3 separate regions of the Mus musculus genome follow, and regions 2 and 3 are each linked to region 1. Evidence: chromatin contacts called from public HiChIP or PLAC-seq and Micro-C data. All regions are on one chromosome and are shown on one strand. The core of a region is the stretch at or near the end of the contact, and the rest is flanking DNA. Distances in the headings are between cores, read along the strand shown. Region 1 holds the start of Catsperg1 (cation channel sperm associated auxiliary subunit gamma 1). Region 2 holds the start of Zfp382 (zinc finger protein 382). Region 3 holds the start of Fbxo27 (F-box protein 27).

Region 1 (4,084 bases), core at 899-3,398:
CAACACTCCGGCTTTGAACCAGGACCAGGGGCGTGGTCAAGAGAGAAGACTGAGCGAGGATTTGAACTACTGCAACACTCGGGACCTGAATCAGGACCAGGGGCGTGGTCAAGAGAGGAGACGAAGCGAGGATCCGAACCGCCGAGACACTCCGGGTCTGAGCCAGGACCAGGGACGTGGCCAAGAGAGGAGACGAAGCGAGGATTTGAACTACAGCAACACTTGGGGCCTGAACCAGGACCAGGGGCGTGGCCAAGAGAGGAGACGAAGCGAGGATTTGAACTACCGCAACACTCCGGCTTTGAACCAGGACCAGGGGCGTGGCCAAGAGAGGAGGCGAAGCGAGGATTTGAACTACTGCAACACTTGGGGCCTGAACCAGGACCAGGGGCGTGGCCAAGAGAGAAGACTGAGCGAGGATTTGAGCTACTGCAACATCCGGGACCTGAATCAGGACCAGGGGCGTGGTCAAGAGTGGAGAAGAAGCGAGGATCCGAACCATCGCGACACTCGAGGTCTGAGCCAGGATCAGGGGCGTGGCCAAAAGAGGAGACAGAGCGAGGATTTGAACTACTGCAACACTCGGGGCCTGAACCAGGACCTGGGGCGTGGCCAAGAGAGGAGACTGAGCGAGGATTTGAACTATTGCAACACTCGGGGCCTGAACGAGGACCTGGGGCGTGGCCAAGAGAGGAGACTGAGCGAGGATTTGAACTATTGCAACACTCGGGGCCTGAATCAGGACCAGGGGCGTGGCCAAGAGAGGAGACAGAGCAAGGATTGGAACTACTGCAACACTTGGGGCCTGAACCAGTACCAGGGGCGTGGCCAAGAGAGGAGACTGAGCGAGGATTTGAACTACTGCAACACTCGGTGCCTGAATCAGGACCAGGGGCGTAGCCAAGAGAGGAGACTGAGCAAGGATTCGAACTACTGCAACACGTGGGGCCTGAACCAGGACCAGGGACATGGCCAAGAGAAGAAACAGACCGAGGATTTGAACTACTGCAACACTCGGGACCTGAGTCAGGGCCAGGGGCGTGGTCAAGAGAGGAGACGAAGCGAGGATCCGAACCACCGCGACACTCGGGGTCTGAGCCAGGACCAGGGGCGTGGCCAAGAGAGGAGACAGAGTGAGGATTTGAACTACTGCAACACTCAGGGCCTGAACCAGGACCGGGGGCGTGGCCAAGAGAGAAGACAGAGTGAGCATTTGAACTACTGCAACACTTGGAGCCTGAACCAGGACCAGGGTCGTGGCCAAGAGAGAAGGCAGAGTGAAGATCCGCTCTACCGCGACACTCCAGACCGGAGCCAGGACCAGGGGCGTGGCCAGAAGAGAAAGCAGAGCCAGGATCTGATTTCCAGAACGACTCAGACCTTGAGCCAAGGCAAAGAGCCTAGCGAGTTCGGAGGTGTGGGCGAGGATTCACGAAAGGACAAGAAGACTCTAAGCCGGTTCCTGAGCAGGGCAGGAGCGAAAAGAAAGGGGCGTGGCGAAGAGCAGTGTGTGGGCGGGGAACCTTTTGAGGGCGGAGCCAAGTCCCCTGAGGGGCACAGTGGTAAGGAAAACAGGAAGTGCTCTGGCAAGGCAAGAAAAAAAAAGAGGGACTTGGCGAAGAGTAGGTTAGGAGTTCCAAGAACGGGAACAGAAAAGAGCAAAGCCAGGGCAAAGAGAGAGAGAGTAACTAGGAAGCAGGGTGAAAAGAGCCGCAGGGGTAGGGACAGTAGTAAGAGCAGGGGCGGGGCGAGGAGTATTAGTAGGGGAGGGGCGAGGAGTATTAGTAGGGGAGGGGCGAGGAGTATTAGTAGGGGAGGGGCCGGGAGAAAGAGCAGGGGCGGGGCAAGGAGTGTTAGTAGGGGAGGGGCCGAGAGTAGGAGCAGGGGCGGGGCGAGGAGTATTAGTAGGGGAGGGGCCGAGAGTAGGAGCAGGGGCGGGGCGAGGAGTATTAGTAGGGGAGGAGCTGGGAGTAAGGGCGTGGCAAGGCCTAAGAGCAGGGCCCGGGCAGAGAGTAAGGGGCCCCAAAGCCTGATCAAAGGTGGAGCTAGGAAGAAGAGTGGGAAAAGGGGCAGGAACTGAGCGGTTTCCTAGAGATCAGCCTCAGCTAGCCAACTTGCAAGTGGGTGTTAATCCCCACGTTCTCCAGGTTCTAGCTACATGGTGTCCCGGCCAGCCATGTCCCCGGTCAGCCCTGTGTGGCCGAGAAAACCAAACCTTTGGGCATTCTGGGTACTGCGGCTAGTGCTATTGCTGTCGTTGAAGTCGTGGGCGGAAGATACCTTACAGCATTGCACCTGGCTTCTTGTCCTGAACAAGTTCGAGAAGGTAGGCTTGCATCTCTCCAAGGATCGATTTCAAGATCATGAGCCCATCGATACAGTGGCCAAGGTGTTCCAAAAGTTGACAGACTCGCCAATCGATCCGTCAGAGGTGAGGGAAGTGAGATCAAGAGTATCAAAGAGATTTGGGGTCAGTAAATAGAGAGATCTCGAGTCAGTACACCAAGTGACTAGGTATTTCCTCCACCTTTCTTTACAGAACTATTTGAGCTTTCCTTACTACTTGCAAATCAACTTTTCCTGTCCGGGACAGGTAAGAGTTTACAGTATGAGTAGGCTGATTTCTGTAAGTCTCCAGTTTCCCATTTTCAGCAGTGTTTTTTCAATACAGTTTAATAGTAGTCTCCACCAACCCTGAAGGCATTAAAGATTCAGTCTCCCACTAGGTACAAGAACACAATAGGGACAAAAAGTGAGCACAGCACTCCCCCCCCCACGGGGCCCCATTTTAAAATTGAGATGTAGCTCTTATTTTGTTTAGGGGCCTAGGGACAGAATCCAAGGCTTTGTACATGCTACCACTGCTACCTGCTACCACCCTGTTCTCAGCCCCTAAAGGTGTCGTTCTAAAGTATACAGATCAGTACATTTTAGTGTATCTACAGAGTCAGGCAACCGTTTCAGCTCCATTCTGTCATTCCATGACAGAAAAACTGTGACCAAGGCAACTTATAAACCAAAAGTCCATGAGCAGCACAGTAGGGAACCCGGTGGGACCACCATGGCAGGTACTTCCATCCACAAGCAGGAGGCAGAGAAAGCGAACTAGGAATGGTGCAGACCTCAAGGCCTAACACCCCTGGTGACACATCTTCTCCATGAAGGCCATATGTAATCCTATTCAGTCAGACCCACAGCTAAGGACCAAGCATTCAAACATAGGAGCCTGGGGTGTTCAAACAGTACCTCACTTAAGCAATCACACTAACCTCATTATCTTTCTCCGGAACGTTCCTATTATCCTCCAATAAGAACCCTGTGTCTGGGCCGGGCGTGGTGGCGCACGCCTTTAATCCCAGCACTCGGGAGGCAGAGGCAGGCGGATTTCTGAGTTCGAGGCCAGCCTGGTCTACAAAGTGAGTGCCAGGACAGCCAGGGCTATACAGAGAAACCCTGTCTGGAAAAACCAAAAAAAAAAAAAAAAAAAAAAAAGAACCCTGTGTCTAATAGTAGTTATTCTCTCTTTTAAAAAAAAAGCATTCATCTTATTTTTAATAGGTCTATGCATGTGCATGCAGTTGCCTGTGGAGGTCGGAAGAGGGTGATGAATTCCTGGGATTGGAGTTACAAGCTATTGTGGCTTGACATAGATGCTGGCAATCATGCTTTGGTCATCTAGAAGAACAGTTACACACTCTAACCATTGAGTCAGCCATCTCTCTGGCCCCACCCTCTTCCTTTCAGGATATAGGATAGTGTTACTTAACCCGGGCTGGCCTTGAACTCAGAACAGTTCTTGTGCCCCTGTCTCTCAAGTACTGGGATTATAGGTATGAGCCAGCATGCCAACCTTCCTTTGCCTATTTTGGTTGGTTGGTTGGTTGGTTCTTTAGGACAGGGTCTTTCTACAGAGTCCTGGCTATCTTGGAACTCACAGAGATCTGCCTGCCTTTGCCAGGATCAAAGGTGGAATGTGCCATCTCGATTGGCCTTCCTTTGCTCATTTTATTATTTTTTAAAATGATTTATTTCTTTTTATTGAGTGTGCATTGGTGTTTTGCCTGAATGCATGTCTATGGGAGGG
Region 2 (4,084 bases), core at 1,006-3,505, 910 kb before region 1:
ACACAAACTCTCCTGCGTGTGTGTCTGTCTGTCATTCATCCACGCTTTGCCCACCCGCGTCAAGAGACCCCGTTCCACGCAGACACAGGGACCCGGAAGGTCTGCGGCAATGTCTCACATTATTAATCAATATCTCCTCAACTAATAGCAAGTGCCATCTTTATCACATATTTCTCCATATGCTTCAAAAGACCCACTCACATGTGGCATTTCCCCCCAGCTTGAAAATATCTGGATTTTCTACTTTCCATCTCCTCCCCTTACTGACTTGCTTATATCACACTACTTAAGAAACATAGGGGCTGAGAGATGCTCAGTGGGTCAGAGCACTTGCTGCTTTTGCAGAGGACCCAGGTTCAGTTCCCAGCAACCAGACCGTAGCTCATAGACATTGGTGACTCCAGCACTAAGGGGGACACCCTCTTCTGACCTCCGTGGCTGCCGGGCACACACATGGTACAGTACATTTATACAGGCAAAACACATGCACATGAAAATAAATAAATCTTTAAAAAGGAAACATAATTATATATGCATACTACATAAGTATTACTTACATATGATATGCTTATATCATATGTAATATATGTTATAGTTACATATACATGCTATGTATACATAGCATATATAACGTATTATATATTATTAATAGTTATTTCAGGAGCTGCTGCGTAACACATTTTAGTACTATAGATATGGACACAGAAAACAAATGAATCACTCGGGATCCCATTTGGTTAAGTACAGTCTCCAGTGCTGACTGCAACAGTGAATATTCTGGTGTCATGGTTATTTTAATTACCAGGAATGAGACTGGTCTTAGAAGTAAAAGCGTACTTTTAAAAATAATTTTAGGAACAGAAAAATCCACTTCCACAGATGTGCAGAACGTGGTATTTATGTGTGGAAAGTGCTACTCTTCCTGCAGGCTCCCATGCAACACCTTTCATCTCAAAACTTCCTATTTACCATCCTGATCCCAGGTTATTGGCCTCACCACGGGGAATTATGAAAATCTTACCTATTCCATTCCAACATTAGTATCTTTATATTTGCTAAGTTACTACTTCAAATTTTTCTCAAGCAGGCTTGCTGGTACTAATCTGATAATCAAATAGTACATAACTTCCAGGCTTGGTGGTGCACACACCACACGGAATCCCAGCAGTTGGGAGGTTAAAGTAGGGGGAATCACTGCCAAGTTTTAGGCCACCCTGTGCTACGAGAGAGTTCAGAGGCAACTTGGTATAGATAATGAACCTGTCTAAAAAAAAAATTACACATACGTGATCGCACAGCATACCTCAACCATTTAAATATTAACGGTACTACAAGCCAGGTGGTGGAGGCACATGCCTTTAAATCACAGCGGGGGGGCGGGGGGCGGGGGGGCGAGGGGGCGGGGGGGGGCGGGGGGAGAGGGCAGAGGGCAGGGGGCAGGGGGCAGAGGGCAGAGGGCAGAGACAGGTGAATCTCTGAGTTTGAGACCAGCCTGGTCTGCAAAGCGATTTCCAGGACAGCCTGTCTCGGGGGAAAAAAATCCCCCCCCAAAAAAATACACACACAAAATTATGAGAAATTACAGAAGAACACACACGTGTGCTTAGTGATAACCTTTCAAACATCCTTCAGAAAAATCAACCTACTGCTTCACATGTCATTCACGAGGACAGAACATGATAGAATTCCAGGCAAAATCACTCACAATCACGTTCACAAATCACTTTCAATTCTCCAATCTCCTACAGGAGTCATACCCAATCTAAAAATAGACGCAGGCCGCTATAACCCTAAGCAAAATCCCGCCATCCAGCTTTCACATCCAAGAAGATCGCGATCACTTTATGGCTCTCCCTCCCGCCCCCAAATAATCAGGATGAGCTGAGGGAGCCAAACCACAACATGCTCCCCACATCCTCACACGCAACGCTCGTGATGCCCAGGGACCTGTTCCCAGCGACAGAGTGTCCTCGAGTTTAACACGAAAACTACCCCTTCGGGTCACCGGCAGTCATCCTCGGTGTCACGCCCACGGGCCACACCCGAGGCCCTGTGCAGCCGTTGAGTGTCCCGGTCCCGCTTCCTTAACCTTCTTCCTCCCCAAAATTACCAGGCCTGGCTCGGCCTCTCGGTTTCCTCCCCGGTCTTCCCATCTGGATTCGATCTCTCGGTCGCCCTCCAGATCCGGAGCATCCACTGCGGTCCTCAGCCTCTCCCAACGTCTCGAACCGCCCCGCCTCCGCTCAGCCGTCTACGCCTGCGCACTCACGCCGGGGGCTCGCTCTCCCAGGAGCCTCCGGGGCGGCCCGTTAGTTGCCGCGCGCGCCTCTCCCTCGCCCCGCGCTTGCACCAGCGTCCCCTTGGCTGGGGCGGGTGGGAGTCAGCTGCCTGCTACGGTCTGTGGCCGCGCGCGGGAGTGCATGGCTGCGTCAGTGTGGGGTGTGCCCACAGGGGAGCTCTGAGACTGATTCTGATTAGGTTTGGGTGATTGAACGCGGACCGAGCGGTTTGCGATCCCATACTGTGACCAATTGATCTTGTGACAGCACTGTGCTTTGATCCTATTGGGACCGACGCAGCCCCCACCCCCTTTGACTTCTGAGTTTGGTAGAATTTCATTTTGACCACCCTAGGCTGAGAATTATGTCTTGTAACTGTCGAAAAGCGCGAGGGGTGGCCTCTGTTGCATTCTTGTTCAGTCTGTACGCAATGTCTTTCCCAAGGGTAATTCAGAGAACGCATAAGGTTTCTCTTCCTCCGACAGGGAGGTGAGGGTAAAGGGATGGCAATGAAAAGTTCCATGATTTCTTGGAATGTGTGCTGAGGTTTCTGTCACTGCCTCTGTCGCCTCACCGGTGACATTGCCAGACTACACAGCGTGGAGTGACTTGGCTATTAAGGAGAAAGTTGGTATTTGAAACCTAGAACGACGATTCAGGTTTAAAAACCACACAGCCTTGTATGGAGATCTCACAATGGGAGTCGTCGTCGTCGTCCCCCCCCCCCCCAGATTGAAGTGCAAGCGAAGATAGGATATTGAAGTTCTAAGGATAGGATTCCAAAGATTGTTTTAGAAGTTATGTGTCATTAATAATTTTCCAAGGATTTATATCCAATATGATGCATTAATCAGTTATTCCATAGACGAAGCCACACCGATTGATTCTATTTTGGACCAAATACTGTTCCATCTGAAAGTGCTACTTAATCTCAATTGTATGATTTTCTTGTGAAGGAAAACCCTACTATCAAAAAGGTTATTGTATTGATGAAATGCGATTTTTAAAATGTACTAGACTTTGTAGCTGATTCGCTCTGTTCTTAGTGCAGGACTCTGTCAATTTTTCAACCCATTTCCTCACGTTGTTCAAAATAGATTTCTTTCCCAATACTTTAGGAAAAAAAAAATTGCTAAGGCTGGCCAGTGGTGGCACATGCCTTTAATCCCAACACTTGGGAGGCAGAGGCAGGTGGATTTCTGAGTTCGAGGCCAGCCTGGTCTACAGAGTGAGTTCCAGGACAGCCAAGGCTACACAGAGAAACCCTGTCTCAAAAAACCAAAAACAAACAAAACAAAACAAAAACAAAAAGTGCTTTAAATATATACAGGTTTTACTATGGTCACCCGTCCCCCCACCCCCACCCCCGATTTAGTAGTTTCACTGAGAAAAATATTTAATAACACAAGTTGTCCTAAATATTTAAACTTTTAACCCTATAAATATTGTTTGGCACCAAACTGCTATGCCCAAACATGAGGACCAGAGTTCAATCCTAGACCCACAGAGAAAGTTGTATATGACATGGTGCCTATAACCCCAGTGCTGGAAGGGCAGACAAGAATATCCCTGTGTTTCACTAACCAGCCAGCCTAGCTGAGTCTCCAAGATGCGGTGACAGACCCTGTCTCAAAACCCCAGGATGAACAGCTCCAGAAATGTGGCACCCAAGATTGCTTTCCAGCCTGCAGTCTAAGTCTCTCTCTCTCTCTCTCTCTCTCTCTCTCTCTCTCCCCCTCCCTCCCTCCCTCCCTCCCTCCCTCTCTCTCCTCTCCTCTCCTCTCCTCTCCTCTCCTTTTCTCTTT
Region 3 (4,084 bases), core at 553-3,052, 520 kb after region 1:
CTCTGACCCAGGGTGAGGGGGGGACGGGGGGGGGGGAACGGGGGACGACGACGACACGGGGGGGGCGGGGAACACGGGGGGGGGGGGCGGGGAGGGTTTTCACCTGAAGGAAGTCACGAAGCAGGTCTGTGAAGGGGCCCCAGGTACAGGTTTCCTGTTCTTCTCCACCACCCATCCATCCCCACCGTGCCGCACCATCCATTTGCGCAGGCCTTCTGTAGAGAAAAAAACAGTAGAGGCAATCGCAGTACCAGGGACGCAAAGGCTTTAGGAATGTGGTCGAATTGAAGCTGCGCCGCCCCTCCTCCACCCCTCAGGTTTGAAAAGAATCGGAAACCTGAGCAGGCAGGAAGGACGGCTCAGTGGGAAAACTTTAGCCTAATTAATCATCAGACTTCACGCAGAAATACAAGGAGAGAACTGTGGATACAAAGTTGGCCGCTGAGCACCTACCACCTGTACGCGAGACTTGAGCCTTTTAACAACACACCAAAATAATTTTAAAAAATTAAAAGTTTATGTCTGCAGACTATGTATATATGCCCTCTCTCCAGAGGCCAGAAGAAAGGGTGGTCTCCCTGAGACTTGAGTTACAGATGGTTGTGAGTCTCCACTTGAGTGTTTGGAACTGAGCTTAGGTCCTTTGGAGGAGCAGCTCTTAGCCGCTGAGCTATCTTTCCAACCCGCAAAAACAAAAAGCAAAACAACAACAAAAACAAAATATACTAACAAAATTTAAAAATTTGTAACTGCTCTTCTAGAGGACCTGGGGTCAGTTCCCAGCTCCCAAGCCATGAGGCTTAGTCTCCTGAAACTCCAGGCGCAGGGACGAAAATAAATTGTTAAAATGTAAAAGCCAATGAAACAAAAGATATTTATGTGTTGATTTTAATTGCTCTTGGTGCCTCTCTGTGCATCCTGTCTCTCAGATAGAAGATATGCTGTTTGGTCCCCTCTACCGCTCTCTTATGTAGGTCAGGTGATTCCAGCTACTCTAACTGGGTCAAGTGTGACCCCACTTCTAGCCCCTCCCTCTGCTACATCTGTAGACCTGCCTCTTGGTTTAACTCTAGGCCCCGCCCATTTCATACCTTGTGACTCCGCCCTATCCTCTCACTGGTTTCCTTCTGGTCTCACAGCCTACAAATATCCCGTGACCCCGCCCTTAATACCTTCCGGGGGATTCCTTCTTGGCTCTGTCCATTAGCATTCTTGGGGCCCCGCCCTTTGTGCTACAGTTCTCTCTTGGTCCCGCCCCTAGGCTTCCTCTAGGCCCCGCCTTCTCAGCGCCTCACCTTGGCCACAGGGGTTGCTGATGAGGTTGCGTCCTAGCGGTCTCAGTGCGCAGAATTGGCCCAGCGGGCAGGGCGTGTCTTCGTGGGCAGGGGGCAGACAGCGGCGGGCTAGTGTCAGCAGGGCGCGGCCCGCTGCGCTGTGGTCACGGGCCAGCAGCAGCAACCATAGGGCCTGGCCATCTACCAGGGCGCGCCAGGCGCGGCACACTCGGCGGCAGTGCATCAGCAGCGTGCGCGGGGGCACGTGGCTCAGTACCAGCAGGAGCAGCTCCGGGGGCAGACGGCTCAGGTCCAGGACCTCCTGGGGGTCGGGCTCCGGCGTCGGGACCCGGGTCCTGGATATCCAGGCACCCATGGTCCCCGCGCCCCGCTTGGCTGGGACTGCAGGAGAAGAGGGGTTAGATGTTAGTGATTAGCAGCCTCTGCTGCCAGGCTTTGCAGCCGTCCACCCCGAGACTAACATCCCCGAAGCCATCCACTGTCTCCCACGTCCCTTACCGCCTCTCTGTCCCCAAAGCCTACCCTCCTCCCAGCCCGCTGGTGCTCACCGGCACCCCTGCCAGCTCCCCTTCGCGGCCTGGAGGACCGCATAGCTATAGCTTTGCCTAATACTATCCTTCCCAGGCGAAACCTCTCTGAGATTCGCCGAATGTCCAGCCCTGTGGATCCAGACCCCACCTCCTTCCGGCTTAGGACTGGTGGACAGTTTAGGAATCCACCTGAGGACACAGATTAGGCCAGGGCTCTGGCACAGTCCTAGCGGTTCAGCAACCAATCCAACACTTGGAGTGACCCTAAATCCGCAGTGGACGCCTGGCATCTGGTAACAACTATTATTTCGGGTAGGCATCCAAGTGGAAGGCTCCACCCCTAAACGCCTTGTGCAGTCCGTGACCTTAATCCCAGACAATCATCCAGTCATCCGCGATTTACAAGAAAAAGCAGGCTCTAGAGGACAACAATGACCCCGCTAATCGAAAGCATCAGCTGAAGCTTACAGTTTCGAACTTCGGCAACTTAGCACATTTTAAAAAGAGATTTATCTTATGTATGTGAGTACACTGTAGCTGTACAGATGGTTGTGAGCCTTTATGTGGTTGTCCGGAACTGAACTTTTAGAACTTCTGCTTGCCCCGGTCAGCCTTGCTTGCTCTGGTAGGTTCTGCTCGATCTGATCGACCTGCTGAGTCTCTGCTTGCTCCAACCCAAAGATTTATTATTATACATAAGTATACTGTAGCTGTCTTCAGACACACCATAAGAGGGCATCGGATCTCATTCTGGATGGTTGTGAGCCACCATGTGGTTGCTGGGATTTGAACTCAGGACCTTTGAAATGAGCCATCTCGTCAGCTCCCCGAACATCTTAACACAGAAAAGGAACCGAGGCTCTTAGAGGCCGTGACCTTCCTAAGTGACTAGTAGTGTTAGTGAGTGGGTCTAGCTCCAGATTTTTTTTTTTTTTTTTTTGACAGGGTCTCACTTTGTAGGGCTGGCTAGCCTGGAACTCACTGTGTACGCAAACTGAGAGACCTGCCTGCCTCTGCCTCCTGAGTGCTGGGACTAAAGACATGTATTACTATGACCAGCTCTGTCGGGCAGTGGTGGCGCATGCCTTTAATCCCAGCACTTGGGAGGCAGAGGCAGGTGGATTTATGAGTTTGAGGCCAACCCGGTCTCCAGAGTGAATTCCAGGACAGCCAGGGCTAAAAGAGAAACCCTGTCTCGAAAAAAAAAAAATAGTTTTATGTGTATGGAGGTTTGCCCGCATTTATGTCTCCACCATGTTTGTGCCTGGTATCTGGGGAGGTCAGAGGAGGTATTTTCAGGATTCCCTGGAACTGGAGTTACATGTGGTCGAGAGCACCTGTGATGCTAGTTAAACCCAGGTCCTTTGGGGAAATTGGCCATCTATCTCTCCAGCCCTACTTTTCAACTGAGACTCAGGTAGAGCCCATGCTGTCCTTGAACTCACTAAGTAGCCAAGCATGACACTGATCTTCTACCTCTGGAGAACTGGAATTGCAGGCAAGTGTCACCATACCCTGTTTATCTTTTATTTTAACCTGTGTAAGACTCCGGGGAGCCCCTGAGTGAACCACGTGGAGCTGGGATCGATGCAAAAAGCAAGAGGAATTTATTGTTCCAGTGCACTGGGATTGTCCCAGACCCGAAGGAGAGGTGGTGACCCCCAGCATCCATTCAAGGAGTTTTTATATGGTTTCCAGGGGCAGAGCATCAGCAACTAGGCACAATATGACTGGCAGAACAGTGCACCCTTTAAACTGATTGGTCTTTAGCGAATGAGGTAACAAGGACATCCCTTGTCTGAAGGTGGGCAGTAGTCCGTCCTGCGGAATGTGTCCCTACCTGCAGGTCGGTTCCTGCCCCGTGGTCAGAGGAATGTTAATTAGCCTCTCCCCTCCGGAGGGGCAAGTGTTTCAGGACCTTACCAATGTCCCTGAGCTGACCTTTTCACCTGTTTGTCAGCTCTGTCCAGTGAGCAGGAGGCATGCTACTAAGTATCAACGAGAGCAGGAGGCATGCTACTAAGTATCAATGAGAGCAGGAGGCATGCTACTAAGTATCAACGAGAGCAGGAGGCATGCTACTAAGTATCAACAAAGAAAACTATATCTGGCTTCTGTGCTTGCGCACTGAGCTTGGTTTATAGAGGGAGACACATGACCAATAAAATAGGCAGACATGATAAGCAACTTGTGTGCATGTCTGTTTCTGTGTGTGTCTGCTTGTGTTTAATGTGTGGTATGTCTGTGTGTCTGTCTGTC

What was found. Hi-C and Micro-C count contacts between places; a contact is called where the count stands out from the background. HiChIP or PLAC-seq counts read pairs in DNA pulled down with a chosen protein or histone mark.
Region 2: an H3K4me3 HiChIP or PLAC-seq map of embryonic stem cells shows a contact between it and region 1, with 6 read pairs. The contact joins the promoter of Zfp382 here to the promoter of Catsperg1 in region 1. A contact is called at or near these places in 1 of 39 promoter capture datasets (embryonic stem cells) and 1 of 115 datasets of contacts at active chromatin or transcription factors (embryonic stem cells).
Region 3: a Micro-C map of embryonic stem cells shows a contact between it and region 1, with 4 times the contacts expected there. The contact joins the promoter of Fbxo27 here to the promoter of Catsperg1 in region 1.

What each region holds. Positions count from the first base shown.
Region 1 is chr7:29,208,989-29,213,072 of GRCm38.p6, reverse strand. Catsperg1 (cation channel sperm associated auxiliary subunit gamma 1) reads left to right here and starts at 2,148. Exons shown (of 28, transcript NM_001368407.1): 1 at 2,148-2,431; 2 at 2,540-2,593. The coding sequence starts at 2,159.
Region 2 is chr7:30,120,103-30,124,186 of GRCm38.p6, reverse strand. It overlaps Zfp382 (zinc finger protein 382), which reads right to left and starts at 2,255. Exons shown (of 5, transcript NM_001081007.2): 1 at 2,111-2,255. The coding sequence starts at 2,153.
Region 3 is chr7:28,690,862-28,694,945 of GRCm38.p6, reverse strand. Fbxo27 (F-box protein 27) reads right to left here and starts at 1,802. Exons shown (of 5, transcript NM_001163702.1): 1 at 1,296-1,802; 2 at 104-215. The coding sequence starts at 1,650.